Linked DNA regions of Xenopus tropicalis: region 2 is linked to region 1. Evidence: chromatin contacts called from public Hi-C data. All regions are on one chromosome and are shown on one strand. The core of a region is the stretch at or near the end of the contact, and the rest is flanking DNA. Distances in the headings are between cores, read along the strand shown. Region 1 holds the start of kiaa1671. Region 2 overlaps kiaa1671.

Region 1 (2,794 bases), core at 216-2,715:
GGATGGGGGGGTGTTTGGGGTGGGGGGGTGCGTGCGGATGGGGGGGTGTTTGGGGTGGGGGGGTGCGTGCGGATGGGGGGGTGGGGGGGGTGCGTGCGGATGGGGGGGTGCGTGCGGATGGGGGGGTGGGTGGGCTGCGTGCGGATGGGGGGGTGCGTGCGGATGGGGGGGTGGGGGGGGTGCGTGCGGATGGGGGGGTGCGTGCGGATGGGGGGGTGGGTGGGCTGCGTGCGGATGGGGGGGTGTTTGGGGTGGCGGGGGGGGGTGCGGGTGGCGGGTGTTTGGGGTGGTCACCTAATCATGCATGGGGAAAAAAAATACCGTCAAATACCGTGATACCGATATAATTTTGAAAAATACCGTGATATAAATTTTTGGTCATACCGCCCAGCACTATGATGGCATAACGTCATTTCCGCAATCAGCAGCTCCCGACATTTTTTTGTGAAATCCCTTATGCGGCCCAGCCTCATCCTGACTTTGCCTCCTGCGGCCCCCAGGTAAATTGAGTTTGAGCCCCCTGCTCTATTTTCTCCCATGTGGGAGCGTATAGCTGCTCATACTAAATAGCCCTGAACTAAGTCACACTCCTAGAGCGTGCTATAACAAAGTCTAACCTGCAAATGACTACACCTCATTCACGGGGTCCCTGATCCCCGACTTAGAATCACTAGATGGATTGGCTTCCTCTAGGGCACAGGCTTCTGGGCCCAGTTGAGAACCCAGGCTCAATGTGCAACCTGTTCTGAAGGATAGGAATGCCAAAGTGGAAGTGCCCACACCCTGCAAATCACTATATTACAGTGTGCAGGAAGTGGTCATCCTAACTAAGGGCCAATAAGTGCATAGTGACACATAACTAAAGTGGCAACATTACAATCTGCTCAGTAACAGCAGATAACACAGTGTAGGGCTAAAGCCATAGGGAGCTCAGTTCCTATGGGTCCCTACAATTGATTAAAAGACAATTTAAAAAAAAAAAAAGCATCATCATAACTGCCCCCCCTTCCCCCACCTAAAAAATACAAACAAAAGTTGTGCAATGCATACAAATCATACAGATTTAGGGTGCCTAAGTCTGTCCTTGTAATTCCATCTTTTGCCCCTGGTACTTACACACAAACTGATGTGCTGTGTCGCCTAGGGAAGTCATTTAATTGCGCACCAGTTTTTATTCCCACAGTTTGAAAAAAAAAATGAGCTGGCAGTGTTCCCTATATCTGTGCCCATACCTCTGCTAAAGCGGTGGGACTCGGATTATCAGCAGATGTCGTACAACTAACTTCATTTGTTCTGCGTCCAAGTTGAGTGACCAAGGGGTGGCGCTACAGACACGCCACATTTCTATTCCAGCAGCAGCCACAGGTTGCCATGTTAACAAAGCCGCTTCCAACCCTTAACCCCGCCCCTATCCAGCCACACAACAGGCTAGGTTGCGCGCCCTTTGTCCTGGGCTTGGAGTTCCTTGTGGCAAACCAGCAAGGGGAGTGGGCGGGGACAGCGTGGAGCAGGAGCAGGTTGGGTTGGTCGGGCGGAGCTTCCCCTGTTAGGGCAGGTGGAACATGGAGAAAGAGGAAGGAGGACGGTGAGCGGAGAATCCTATAGAGAGTGTACGTGGGAAGCGGGACAAAAACAGGTAAATAAGTGTGTAAGTGCCAAACTGTAACGTAGCACATGAAACTTTCCATTCGCTGTGCGGGGCGAGGGGTAACCGGACAATAAAGGGGCAGTAACTCTCACATATAAATCTTCTGGGAAACTGTCACTTATAGGAAAACTTCTCATTAGGAGCCTGTTGTTCCTTTTGCTTAGCACTTCAGGTTATTGCTGTAATTCTTGTATTATAGAAATGCTTGTGTTATACATGTGTCATACGGGCATACCCTCTAATGTGTTGGTACGTACCTACATACAGTTACACCTGTGCTTAATTACATTTCCTGTTATTTGTTCCTATACGGAAACAATCCGAAATTCTAATTCGTGCATACTCAGCCCCCAGCCCCCATTCTCTCTTCATCCACATTGTCTCCAGCTGGAGGGGTTCGAGTTGTAGTTCAAGAGCAACAGCTTGGGATTTCCCTTTTATAAATCAGATAACTGTAAGGAGAAGGCAATAGGTACAGCACACATGTTAGTTATATGAAATAAACATTGGAGCCAGTTCTATAAATGTAATATAGAAAATCATATGTTCAATAAAATGTAATTGGCTAATAAAAATGCATAGAGGTACTATAAATAGCCTGTGTTTGTGGGCACGCCAGGCATTTCAATTCAGAACGCAAGGCCCTGATTTCTGTCACCAGTAGCTTGGGATACAGAGGAATTTAAGCCCATCTGAGTTACTTGTATGATACCCCATCCTTTTTGTAAACTGGCCAGGGCTGCCGCTCCCTATAAGCAGAGTACTCAGTCTGCATAGGGCACCAACTCCCAGGGGGGCACAATCCCAGCTGCTCCAAAAAAAAAAAAACATTTTTATATATTATAACATACCCCCCAACACTGTCCCGCCGGTTTTTATAGCGCATCCCGCTGTCCCGGATAGTTCAATCTATCTATGGGGGCAATTGGGGGCACTTACTATGGGGGCTATTGGGGGCACTTACTATGGGGCCCCTATAGTAGGTGTTTTTTTTTTAATTATTTTATTTTTACTTCCGTAATATTTGGGGGAGGGGGCACAAAAGTAAATTTCTGCTTAGGGCACCCATTTGGCCAGCAGCGGCCCTGAAACTGGCAAATGTATATTTTCATCTCTCGGTGGAATACAGATTTTGAAAAGCAACTA
Region 2 (2,716 bases), core at 24-2,523, 92 kb after region 1:
ACAGTTTTTAGGTAAAAGAAAATAAAAACAAAGTGGTAAAATGAAAAAAAAAAAAAAAAAAAAGCAAAACAAAAAAAAACCAAAGTGTTTGTGTATACATGTGTGTACATGTGTAAAAGTTGTGTGATAGTGTGTAAGTGTGTATATGAGTGTAAATAAGTGTATAAAAGTGTGAAAAATGAAAAAAAAAAAAATAAAAAATAAAAATAAAAAATGTTAAAATGTGTGCTGTAAGTGTGTGTAAATGTATGTAAGTGTGTATAAATGTATGTAAATGTGTGTAAAAGTGTGTAAATGCAAGAAAAAAAAAAACTCCTTACCTGTTCCTGAAGACCGATCGCCTCCTTCCTCAGTTGGGCCGACGCTGGGGGAGAGGGAGGAAGCAGGAAGCAGCAGACGCGATGCGATCGCGTCTGCTGCTTCCTGGAGGGTCCTGCGAGCGATCGGCTCGCAGGACCCTGATGACAGCCCCCCTGGCACATTGCCCAGGGGGGCTGTCATTGTTAGAAGCTCTCTGCAGCGGCGGCACATGCCGCCGCTGCAGAGAGCAGCACTTAAACGCCAACGACGTATGAGACACGTCGTTGGCGTTTTAGCCCTTTTACTGCCAGCACGTATGCCATACGTGCTTGGCAGTAAAAGAGTTAAAGGTAATACCTTTATTGGCTAACTAAGATAATCATAGCAAGCTTTCAGAACATTCTAGTTCCTTTTTCAAGCTGATTATTACAGCTTGAAAAAGATCTTACAAACACTTTGCAGATATTTTTTTCCCCTCTGCTATTTATTTTAGTTGAATAAACTGCTTCCTCAAGTTTGGGCTCTTTGAAAGACCCTTGACCCCTATATGCAGGAGGCTTTGGTCATTGTTGTTATGCTTAATAGTATTTATAAAGCATTACTGAAACATCCAAGGGCGCTGTGTTGGACTGCTATTTTTAACTACTTGCATAAAAAAATGACTTGGTTATTGTGATGATAGGGGCTCAGTGTCCCTAGTGCATGAATCCGCTGCTGACACTGTTACCTCAGGGAGTAAGCGGCAGCTGATGTGTGTGGCTTTGTACCCTTACCTCACTGCTAAATTCAAATATTTACACAAGCAGAAGGGCAGTCTCTTTGGGAAACAATATCCACTTCCCTAGTAGGCCAGAGATAAGTGCAAAAGTTATGTATCAATGCCAGCAGCAAAAATGCTCTGTGTGTGACACTGCCCTAAAAGAGATCAGCTTATCTCATCACCCTTGTTTATAGGATCAGTCAGTGCTGAATTCCTGTGTTAGGCAGACAGGCCGGGAATAACATATGTGCGTAGTTACTGCAAATGGAACATTATGGAAGGGGAGCAGATAAGGTCTGTGTACTCCTCTCCAATTACAGTTTCCGCCCCAACAGCGTCTTTAAAGCAAATAATAAATGTATTTGTAAGGAGGTTTTATCACTCTTATAATTATTGTATTGTATTAGTTAAGCACCAACATATTGCTATGAGCTAAAGGCTAATGTATTACATGTATGTGCGCAAGAGTTCTATGCTAATCAATATTGCCGTTCAGACTGTGATATTGCTAGAATCAGTTAAGATATTTCCATAGACTGTTATTCTTATTCATTGTTTATTATTGTTCTTTATTATATTAGTCCCTAAAACATTAGTCCCTGTAACATTCTTTTGAATGTTTGAAACCAGAATACTAGGAGGAAAACTACACAGCCAAGGGTAAGAAAATACATACACATTGCAGGTAGTGCTCTGTCTGGCATTGAACCTAGGACTCTAACCCTGCAAGGCAGCAGTGCTAACCATTGCACCACAGTGCTACCATTATTTATACATTTATACATACATATATTTATATAGGGCATATTCCATAATGCTTCACACAGGAGTCTGATAGACAGGCTTTAGCCTTATTGAGCCTAATCGATGTAGAGCTGGTTTTATTCATCCGCATATACAGAGCTCTCAGAAAGTGGTTGCACAGCAGCCACACTAATGCATACATCGTGTTATCTAATGCCAGGTAATATACAGGTAATAGGTAACCAGTGCAAATATATGCAGTTTATACATTACACGCCTAATGAGATTGAACCCAGGAGCCCAGTTCTCAGTTCTCTGACCCTGCAGTGCTATCCATTTTGCTGTTGTGTTTCCTGTAACAGTTCCCCAAGGCTGGATTGAGGTGCTGCTGTAGATGACCAGGATTATTGTACCTGATAACCGCTTATTTATAAACACTGGGCCAATTGGCACCTTGACAGTAACCCATAGCAACCAATCAGTGTTTAGAATTCTTTCAGCCAGCTACTGGTAAAGCAATGGAAACAAATATCTAATTGGTTGCCATGTGTTACTGCCCAGGTCCAAATTTGTCTGTTTATAAATCATAACCCTGTGCAAGGTTTTGGGGGGTTTGGACTAAAAAAATTTTGCTGTTGGGGTCAATAACCTACACCGCAGTCTTGTCAGTGTTCTGACACCGCTTCTCCATGCTCGGAGAACTAAGGATGTGTTGGCACCAGCAGGTCATTGTAAAGTGTGTCTTTTGAGAGTAGGTGTTGGGCTATTAAAGAGTCTAAAAGGGGGTCCTCCATATTTTTTTTTTCCAATTTTAGTTTTTGCTCAGCAGCTCTCCAGTTTAGTATTTCAGTAGCTATTTGGTTGCAAGGGACTTATTTACCTTAGAAACCAGGCAGTTGTTTGAGTGAGAAA

Evidence for each region. A called contact is a pair of places that touch in the nucleus more often than the background predicts.
Region 2: a contact with region 1 is called in a Hi-C map of liver, with 4 times the contacts expected there. The contact joins the enhancer-like site here to the promoter of kiaa1671 in region 1.

The regions. Positions count from the first base shown.
Region 1 is chr1:147,646,692-147,649,485 of UCB_Xtro_10.0, forward strand. It overlaps kiaa1671, which reads left to right and starts at 1,466. Exons shown (of 12, transcript XM_002932085.5): 1 at 1,466-1,636. tmem211 (transmembrane protein 211) reads right to left here and starts at 1,425. Exons shown (of 5, transcript NM_001114074.1): 1 at 1,233-1,425.
Region 2 is chr1:147,739,173-147,741,888 of UCB_Xtro_10.0, forward strand. The region is part of intron 6 of kiaa1671; the gene reads left to right. Among named protein-coding and RNA genes, the nearest start is that of crybb3, 22 kb to the right of the region's middle. Within about 2 kb of position 1,274, at least 4 of the 11 cell types and tissues checked have an H3K27ac peak or open chromatin away from gene starts, as enhancers often do. A contact at or near this core is called in liver, where this site is marked.